Regions from separate parts of the Mus musculus genome. Here all the other regions are linked to region 3. Evidence: chromatin contacts called from public Hi-C and HiChIP or PLAC-seq data. All regions are on one chromosome and are shown on one strand. Each heading gives the region's core, a stretch centred on a gene start, on an enhancer-like site or on the middle of the called end of the contact. The rest is flanking DNA. Distances are from core to core; before and after follow the strand shown. Region 1 overlaps 1700069L16Rik (RIKEN cDNA 1700069L16 gene). Region 2 has its middle 15 kb from the start of Gm46919. Region 3 holds the start of Wscd2 (WSC domain containing 2).

Region 1 (3,152 bases), core at 140-2,639, 210 kb before region 3:
CTCGTGTGCGTCAAGGGGAACAAATCAGAAAGAAAGGTTTACAGAAACACCAAGAATGGGTGAGCTCAAAGTCTTATACTAAGTCCCTGAAATTGTCTAGACCTGTTCGTTTAGGGTGACTTCTGGTGGCTGCACACCCCATGGCTAGCCCTAAAGGGACCAAGGAGAACAAGCAAGTCATATGCCTGAAAGCCTTCTAAACAGTTAAGATGAGGACCCACCTGGCCAAGGCAGGAAGGATGGCTCAGTAAACACTTGCTGTATAAGCTGTGTGGCCCAAGTTTGATCTCTGTAGCCCGCGGTGGAAGTGTCTCTTGAAAGCTGTCCTCTGACCTCCACAGCATGCACGTATCTCGGGGCACGCACTAATACAATAATAATTAGTAAAAATAAAATAAAATCAAGAAGAGCAGGGGCAGGCGGTTGTGTTTGCTATCTACAGACCTCATTTCTTGTTTATTTCTATTGTTTTTCTCTTAAATTTTTTTTCTTTGCTTAGAATACAAAGTATCAATGCGGTCTGTCCTCCCCCTTAGATTTTTTTTTCCTCTTCTTTGCCTAGAATACAAAGTATCAGTCTAGGCTGTCCTCCTGGTCTACTTCTGAACAGCTTGCGCACATCCTTACAGGGTTTTCTTCCATATTTGAACACTTGCTATGTGCACATACTCACACAGACTGTTGCAAGTTTTTCTTAGTTACTTAGAAATAGGTCTTGGGCACGAGGAGACCTGGTTTCTTTTTGAAAGAGCTCTTTAATAACCTAAGGGAATATTATCTATTCCCCCCTGTGGACCGACACAGGCTTCCAGCTTTTCCTTTTGTCTGTGCATGTTTCTGTAGGAGAGGAGGCGAGGCGGATGGACTTGCAGGCTTGGAGCAGCCCTTGCCTGTTTGCTGAAAGGTCTCCCCCCTCCCTCTGCCTTGTCAAGGGTGGGCAATTAGTTTTGGCTAATCCGATCGACAATAAGATTTCCTTTTATTGTTTCAAATTTCCTTCATGTTTTTTTTTTTCAGCTCTCAAACACCTTCCTTTTCCTTGGGCAAGCATACCCCCTCTTCCTCCTGTTCCTCCCGGCCTCCACACCATTTCCTTTCTGCTTGGCGATTGGTGAGCTACAAGCATTCTGTTCTAGCTGGAGAGGGGTCCTCCCTAGGGTGTAATTAGCACCAAGGCAGCTCTGCACTTCCATCTTTCTACAAGAAATTCAAACCTTTGTCTGGAGTGGTAAAATCTAGTGTTTGACTGCAGGCCAAGTCAAAAAAAAAAAAAAAAAAAAACCAGGCCGGACAAGCAATCAAAGCTAAATGGACTCCGAGCGCTAAGCACCCCTTTCCCTGGTCGGGACAACAGCTGTCTTCCTGCCTGCTCGCCCTTCTTCTGCATCTCCCCCTCCTGGGAAGGCAGAGAGAAATCCTGACAAACGCCCCCCACTGAATGATGTGCTGTTCTCTGGGAGTTTTCAATTTGGCTGTATTGATTTATAAGGTCTTTTCAATTACTGAATTCTTGTAGGTGGCAGAGCGGAGGACCGAGGACGTGAGCCCCATGCTCGATCGATCTCAGGTACTTCCACAGGGGCGTCCGTGTGCCAGCCGGAGATTGATGAAGCCTCGAATAACGAGGCTTCCCACGCAACATTTATTAAATGAGAATCTAGAATTCATTAACACGGGAACTTGTCTGGAGAATACGAGGGGGGCGAACCCTGAGCTGCTGCACTTACTGGTAGCTTAATATATGAAGGCCATTTGGACTCTTATGAGATTTCCTCTCTCCCTTTATTGGGGTGGTGTGCTTGGGTGGCTTCTTGGGAAATGTCCGTCAAAACTCGGGGGAGATAAGGACTAGAAAAAAAAGGCCAGTTCCCCAATTCATCCTCAAGTGAGGATGGTGTCAGCAGCCAGTACTGAACCTCTGATTCAAAGCAGGGCCTCAGTATAAAAGAGAAGTGGCCAGCCAGTCAATGACCCGGAGAGACTACCAAGTACTAACCATGACTGTAAGGGAGCTGGCAGAAGCCAGGCAGTGGTGGCGCATGCCTTTAATCCCAGCACTTGGGAGGTAGAGGCAATGGATTTCTGAGTTTGAGGCCAGCCTGGTAAACTCACAGAGTGAGTTCCAGGACAGCCAGGGCTACACAGAGAAACCCTGTCTCCAGAAAAGAAAACACACACACACACACACACACACACACACACACACACACACACACACACACACACACAGAGGGAGAGAGAGAGAGAGGGAGAGAGAGAGAGAGAGAGAGAGAGAGGGAGAGAGAGAGAGAGAGGGAGAGAGAGAGAGAGAGAGAGAGAGAGCTGGCAGCACTATTTCTAAGCCCAGCCAGGTCAGCTCCCAGCTTAGAGATTTGTACCTGCCTTCACAATTGCTTCCTGGGAGTGGCCCACATGCTGGGTACTGGATTAAACTGTGTCTTAGGACTGTCCAAGTGGGTGGGTTAAAGGGGACCGGATTTAACCTTGTGTAGCTCTGGAAGTCTGATATCTAGGATGGAAGTATCTATAGGACCTGTCCTGCCTTTTTAAGGATCAGCTTCTGCTGGTCCCTGGCTCTTCTTTCTTCTTCTCTTTTTGAGAAGAGGGCATCAGATCCCATTACAGATAATTGTGAGCCGTCATGTGGCTGCTGGGGAATTGAACTCAGGACCTCTGGAAGAGCAGTCAGTGCTCTTAACCGCTGAGCCATCCCTCTAGCCCCCCCCCCCCCCGCTCTCTTTGGCCTGTGGGTACATGCCCACCTTTCCTGCTGCCTGTCTTCACATGCCACCTTCCCATGTGCTGATGTCTCTAAACCTTTCCATAGACAGACAGACAGACTCCTGCCACTGAAGAGAGTTCCCTCTCCAGATCACTTGTGACATTCCCTCAAAAGGGTCACATCTCCAAAGACCCTGTTTTCCAACAAGGTCAGTTTCACAGGTTCTGAAAGGACCCGAATCTCCGGGTGACTCTGTTCATAGTACAGGGGCTGTGGGGGACGCATCTGTTGCCACCTTCCCCACAGGAAACAGAAAGAAGAGATTAAGGAGACACAAGCCTGTTACATAGGGGCAGCTTTGCCCCAGAGTCCTTCCTGCTGTCCAATGGAGCAGGAAGGATGCCACTAATTTTTTTTTAGAGATGAGGAG
Region 2 (3,044 bases), core at 419-2,918, 190 kb before region 3:
CCGGCCTCTACTGCCCCCCCCCCCCAAACCTCAGGAATTACTATATAATTTCCATTTAAAAAAAATGAAGATCAGACAGGTGATATGGATCAGAGGGATTTGAACCTGGGTCTGTTTCATTCCAGGACGGCAAGTTCCATACATGGAATATAATTTCCACTGCACTAGACAAGATATGGAGCTGTCTGTTTCTTGATGTTCGTTGCTAAATAAGCTGTCGGCTTACCCAGTATTTCATCTGTGTGTTTTGCGTCTGGTGCCCATGGAGCTGATCTTCCGGACCTGGTGTTGCAGATGGTTGTGAGCTACTCTGAGGGTGCTGAGAACTGAACCGGGGTCGTTTGAATGAGCAGCCAGCGCTGCTAACCACTGAGCCATCTCTCCAGCCCCGGTAGGCAGGCATAAATAAAGACAGGCTTCCTGCAGTGGCTGGGATTGTTTTGACATTGAGGGCTCTTCAGCGGAGCCCTCGCCTCTCCAGTGCCAGGAGCCCTCGCCCCTCCAGTGCCAGGAGAGCTAAACAAGAATGATGGAGGCACTCCCACAACTCCCCTCGGGAGAGTCAGGGCAGGCTTCTCAGACGTTGGAGTCATTGACTACTGAAGGACACTCACGCTCGCTTGTGCTCCGCGAGAGAAGAGAGGACAGTGCCAGCGGGGAAAGGAAATTACATGGTCTCAAATCCTTCGGAAATTGCTGTTTTCTCTCCTCCCTACCTTGCTGCTTATGGAGATGCAAGGCTCAACCGCTTAATAGCATTGGGGAGGGAGTGATGGAGGGCAGGACACACTGATAAAGGGCAAAGCTTGTTCCACAGATGCTGGGAAAATGTGCTGCGTGTCCTCTGCCCTGACCTTGGGTTAGACGTGTGAGATCTTTTCCTTAAGCTGCATGAAGGTGGCTATGGTGGCTGCAATTAGAGAGCCTGGCGGGGTTCACTAAAACTTCCGGTTAGGGAGGCAGAAGAGCCAGAAGTGAGGAGTTGTCTGGCATTTTCTGTTCACTGAAAATCTTCCCAGCAGGCCACAGGGGCACTGTAATTCCCTCTCAAAGCCGCCGGGTTACCATGATCTGCTCCCAAGGGTGTGGAGGCCTGTAAATGGCTCCAGGGCTAGATACTTGGTCCCTAATTGTGATGCTATTTTGATAGTCATCTTGACCAAATGTAGAGTCATACAAGAGGCACCTGTGGGCACAGTTGTTGAGAGGATTTTCTAGATCAGGTAAATAGAGGTCCAAAGAGCCCCCTTAAAAGTGGGTGGCACCATTTCCTAGGCCAGGGCCACACTGCATAGAATGGAGAGAGCTAGGGCTCACACCATCCTTCTCTCTCTATTTCCTGACTGTGGACACAATGTGACCTACTTCCTCAGGATCCTGCTGCCATGGCTCCCTGGCCCTGGTGGGCTGTATCCATGGGAACTGCAAGCCCTTGCTTCCTTTAATTTCTTCTGTCAGCCATCTTGCTACTGTAGCGTAACAAGTAACTAACTCATCTGCAGATGCTGACGGGAGAGGCAGGGTCTAGTGGAAGGTGCCTGGGTAGTGAGGCCTCCAGCTTTGAATCAGTGCCCTCTCAGAGGACCAGGTCAAGTCTAGCGGGACTGGTTCTGTTCCCACTAGAACAGATGGTCACACTGGTGAGTTCGGTCCCTCCTGTTTCTTGCTTCCTTTCCTGGTGGCATAAAGCCATTTACCACTAGGGCCCTCACCACGAGAGCCAAGCAGATGGTAGCCACAACACTGCCAAGCCTCCAGGACTCAGAAAATAATCCTCTTATGTGAAAAAGGACCCAGCTTCTGGTATTTCATCACAGCATCAGAGTCTGGCAGGATGCTTTCGGCTTGAACGTTATCAGAGACCTGCTTCTGCTTATCCCACGTGGCGAAACATTTAGCTACAGAGCTGCCTCAGTTTCCCCAAGCTTTTGAGGAGAAAAGGATTCCTGACTGAACTTCCTGCTGGATGTAAATATCTTTACTTGGTTTGTTCCTATCCTGGTGCAGCTGTGAGTGTGGGAGGGAGGCCCCTCTCCGAGAGCGCAGGGGGCTGAAGCCAGGGCCCTTTTCTGTCAGGGCAGGTGTAGAGTGGCCTGTAGCTTAGAAACACTGGGCATGCTCTATGTTCATCTCCATTCAGCCCTCGATTCAGCCAGATCAGAAATCAGACACTCGAATGTTTTTTAAGAAACCTTTCTAGAGTGACCTGAGGCTCAGTGGCAGCTCAGCCTTTCTTGAAGGTCAGAAACCTTTCCTGGGTCAGGGAGAAAGTGGCTGGGCGCATTTTCTTGCTTCTTGGGTCAGCTTACCTCCCAAGGCAAATGGGGACCTGGTGACAGCTGCCTGCTGTGGTCTGTCTGTGGGGAATGTTGCTAAAGTGACTTTCAGAACTCTGGCCCACTCCACCAGTCTGGGACTATGAGTCTTGTACAGGAGAGGAAAAAAGCTTAGGTAAGCGTTTTTCCCAGAAGCTGCTGCGTGGCATGACTGGGCAGAAAGCCCCCCTCCTCTGTCTCTGTCTGTCTCTGTCTCTTTCTCTCCTTGCTCTCAGTGCCACATGACTGACTGTCTCACTGTGTTTTATCCCATTCATCATTCTGTGGTGAACAGCCTCGCCACCTCATACACCTGGGCAGGGACAGATGCAGGATTTGAACCCAAGTCTTTCCTTTGGAATCCGTGCCTCTCTGTCTGGGATTTGGTCCGTCTACCCGACTTTAGACTTGGGCCTGGGTGTGATGGTACATGCTTGAATCCTGGAACTCTGGAGGCACAGGACCACTGTAAGTTAGAGGCCAGCCAGGACTATGTAGCACAAAACTCTGTCTCAAACAAAATAAAACCACCCCTAAATCATAACCCCTGAATGTGGGTCTGGGTATCAACAGCTTTGCAAAGGGAGTGGGCGTGAGGTCAGAGTGAAGTTTTTAGTAGGTGCACATGGCTGTGGGCACTCCATTTAATTGCTCAGCCTCAGTTTCCCCAGGTACAGTACACAGTACCCAGCAACCTCACACACTTATTGCTGGGCTCAAACAGGGGCC
Region 3 (3,169 bases), core at 173-2,672:
AGAACCCCCAGCACGACTGCTCCCCAAAGGCAGAGACACCCAGCTCCATCCAGTAGAAGGCTGACCCATGGCCAAGGGATCACTTCCAAACACCGCTCTTGGCCAAGGCAGAAGAGAGCATCCACTATGTCTCTACCGGACTTCAAGCCTACCAAAGACCAACCAGTATGCCCCCTGACTCCCAGCCCTCCCGGCAGGAATGGAGGACAGTGATGTCTTCCATGTGGACACAGGACTGGCCTTTTGGAAGTGTGCTTTCACTAGGGAGAAAGGGATTATAGCCAGCAGTGCTCTAGGTTGGGACAGCCTCAGGGACTCAGAGTGGGCAGCCACGGGCTGGGCAAGAGGTCACCAGGAGCCCTGGTCCCCTCAGGCCCCTTCCCTGCGGCTTGCTCCTCTCATTGAGGGGTGCAGGCAGCTCTCTCTGATTTTTTAAAGCTTTCTTTCTCCCCCTAAAGGGGCAGCCCCTCTGGAATCTCAAGGAGTGGGCTGTGCCTGTGGGGGCCTGGAAAGGAGTTGAGGGTCTCCTGGAAGGGCACTTGGGCCTGCTGGCATTTGAACGGGGGGGGGCGGGAGAGGGGCAAGTGGCTTTCTCCTACCATATGCCCCCCCCAAGGACCCACAGAAGCCAGTCTGCAAAGTGGGCTTCGCAGAGCCCACGCTGCGGGGCCCTGGCTACCGCTTGGTTCCCCAGTGCAGGCACCACCCCAAGGCCAGCTCACAGGCACCGCTCACCCCTTCTCCCCAGGCTGGAAGCTGGCCCGGCAGCGGAGTGCGAGAGTGTGATCCAAGGCCCCCCGCTGCTCCGGCAGCCCCAGGGATGTCCCCACACGCGTCCGCGGCCAGAGGAAAGTTTGTCATCTCCCCGGAGCCGACTGTCACCTCTCTGCAGCTTTGGGCTCACTGGGGACCCGTGGCTGCTGCTTACCTGGGGGAAGCGCCGAGCTCTCTGTGCCTGGTAGGGCGCAGCGAGGAGCAGGAAGCCGGGAGCCTGGAGCCTGGAGCGCAGAGAGTGGTGCGCGGAGCCAGGGCTGGGACTGAGCGAGGCTGAGGCCGGGGGTATGAGGCTGGGGCTGCGCGGGCGCCCGTACTCCCGGCCCTGCTGGAGCAGTCTGCAGCCCGAGCTCCAGAGCTCCCGCGCCCGCCGCCTCCCCGCAGCCCGGCCCGACCGCCCGCGCTTAACTCCTTGCGTCCCGGCCTCCCGCCGCGCCCGCCGCAGGCCTGGGATCCGGGCTGTGCAGTGTGCTGAGCCCCGCTCCTGGGCTGCGGCGAAATGCACCGAGACGGGGTGAAGGGCCGGCGCCTGGCTTGAGCGTGGTGCGGGCTGGCTGCCGCTGCTTGGAGACTTGGCCAGGAGCCCGCCCGGCAGGCAGCTCAAAGAAATCCAACAAAGGACAGTTTTGTTGATGGGTGTTCAGCGTGTTGTTTTAACAGGCTCTGAGTTTTGCCTGTGTGGCTTCTGGGCTGTCACACTCCCTCTCTGAGCTTGCTGGAATTCCGGCTGTGTGTCTCCGGCTCCTGGATGACTTCCACTGAGGGTCCCTGAAGGGGATCAGAAGCATCAGACAAGAGTGGAACACAGGGGCTTCTGGTTTGCAGATCTAGCTTGGCTCCGGTTAGGTCCAAGGGCGACTGGAAAAATCTAGGCGTAAATATTTTTATTTTATTTTATTTATTTACTCCCCCCCAACACCCCCCCCCACCCCCCAGACAGGGTTTCTCTATGTAGGTCTGGCTGTCCTGGAACTCTACATCATTAGAGCACACTGGCTTCGAACTCATAAAGGTCCACCTGCCTCTGCCTCTCAAGTGCTGAGCTTAAAGGTGTGAGACACTACGTCTGGCTTAGGTGTAAATATTGTGTGTGTGTGTATGTATGTGTGTGTGTGGTGTGCATGGACACCTGTGCCCACATGTATGAACTCGTGTGTCACCGTGCCTTGCGTGAAGTCAGAGAACCACCTCAGGTGTCAGTCTTTATTCTCTACCTTGCTTGAGATGGTGGCTCCTCCATCTGTGTTTGCAGATGATCGTTCGAGGGTCCTGGACTCTCTCCCCTCCCCTTCGCATGTCTTAGGGCCACTGGAGTTACAGGGTGAGCTCTTGTTTATGTGGCTACCAGGGATTTGAACTCAGGCCCTCAAGCTTACAGAACAAGTGTTGTATCTGCTGAGCCACCTCCCCAGTCCGAGATCTTGGTTTTCGTGTTTTTTTTGAATGCCGACTGTTGAGCTAAATGGAATGGGGTTCAAGTGTCCTCTCCCCTTAACTGTTTTCTGTCGGTATGGCTCTGACCAAGCTGCCTTGGTTTCCCTACATGAACAGGAGCAGCTCAGACCTTCTAGGCTGGCCATATGAGGGTTGTGGGCTGCCACACAGTATCCATATCTACCTCAGAGAAAATGGGCTTCGGGCTTGGTCGGGGGAGTGAGTTTGAGCCTAGCAGGGAGCTGTGTATAAAGATGCGGACTTAAGTTTGTACCCTGAGTATGAAATCTCTCAGTCTTCCCCAACTCATCTATTGGTATTGCCTGGAATACAAATCTCCTGCCCATTTTGCATTGGTTGTTTGATAATTCTTACCTTCCAGTTGCTTCAACAAAACAGCCAGCAAAAACAGCTGAGGAAGAGGTTTCCTTTGGCTTCCATGTCCTTCAGGGAGGGGAAGCCACAGTTGGGGAGCAGAGGCGAATGAGGTGCTCCGCTTGAGGACTCTAGCCCATGGGACGACACCAACCACGTTCAGGATCTGTTTCCCTTCTCTGTGTGCTGGCTGGTTTTCTGTCAACTTGACACAAGCCAGAGTCATCAGAGAAGGAGGAGCCTCAGTTGAGAAAACGCCTACATAAGACCCGGCTTTGGGCGAACCTGTAGACCATTTTCTTAATTAGTGATTCATGCAGGAGGGCCCCACCCATTGTGGGTGGGGCCATCCCTGGGCTGGTGGTCCTGGGTTCTATAAGAAAGCAGGCTGAGCAAGCCAGTAAGCAGCACCTCTCCATGGCCTCTGCATCAGCTCCTGCCTCCAGGTTCCTGCCCTGCTTGAGTTCCTGCCCTGACTTCCTCCAGTGCTTGGGATGTGGAAGGATAAGTCAAATGAGCCCTTTCCTCCCCAACTTGCTTTTGGTCATAGTGTTTGATCACAGCCATTATACCCACTAAGACACTC

Evidence for each region. A called contact is a pair of places that touch in the nucleus more often than the background predicts. HiChIP or PLAC-seq counts read pairs in DNA pulled down with a chosen protein or histone mark.
Region 1: a contact with region 3 is called in an H3K4me3 HiChIP or PLAC-seq map of embryonic forebrain, with 2.8 times the contacts expected there. The contact joins the enhancer-like site here to the promoter of Wscd2 in region 3. A contact is called at or near these places in 18 of 39 promoter capture datasets (the 3T3-L1 cell line, the C10 cell line, the HPC-7 cell line and 12 more), 4 of 484 Hi-C or Micro-C datasets (bone marrow-derived macrophages, embryonic fibroblasts, embryonic stem cells and 1 more), 11 of 115 datasets of contacts at active chromatin or transcription factors (SST interneurons, VIP interneurons, embryonic basal ganglia and 8 more) and 3 of 9 other capture datasets (adipose tissue, liver and pancreatic islet).
Region 2: a Hi-C map of cerebellar granule neurons shows a contact between it and region 3, with 2.9 times the contacts expected there. The contact joins the enhancer-like site here to the promoter of Wscd2 in region 3. A contact is called at or near these places in 14 of 39 promoter capture datasets (the 3T3-L1 cell line, 3T3-L1-derived adipocytes, the C10 cell line and 9 more), 5 of 484 Hi-C or Micro-C datasets (brain, cerebellar granule neurons, cerebellum and 2 more), 8 of 115 datasets of contacts at active chromatin or transcription factors (SST interneurons, embryonic basal ganglia, embryonic forebrain and 5 more) and 3 of 9 other capture datasets (adipose tissue, liver and pancreatic islet).

What each region holds. Positions count from the first base shown.
Region 1 is chr5:113,702,313-113,705,464 of GRCm38.p6, reverse strand. All of the region lies in intron 2 of 1700069L16Rik (RIKEN cDNA 1700069L16 gene), which reads left to right. Among named protein-coding and RNA genes, the nearest start is that of Gm46919, 5.2 kb to the right of the region's middle. Within about 2 kb of position 1,389, at least 14 of the 459 cell types and tissues checked have an H3K27ac peak or open chromatin away from gene starts, as enhancers often do. A contact at or near this core is called in embryonic forebrain, where this site is marked.
Region 2 is chr5:113,682,040-113,685,083 of GRCm38.p6, reverse strand. No RefSeq gene overlaps it. Among named protein-coding and RNA genes, the nearest start is that of Gm46919, 15 kb to the left of the region's middle. Within about 2 kb of position 1,668, at least 6 of the 459 cell types and tissues checked have an H3K27ac peak or open chromatin away from gene starts, as enhancers often do. A contact at or near this core is called in cerebellar granule neurons and cerebellum, where this site is marked.
Region 3 is chr5:113,488,700-113,491,868 of GRCm38.p6, reverse strand. Wscd2 (WSC domain containing 2) reads right to left here and starts at 1,422. Exons shown (of 9, transcript NM_177292.3): 1 at 929-1,422.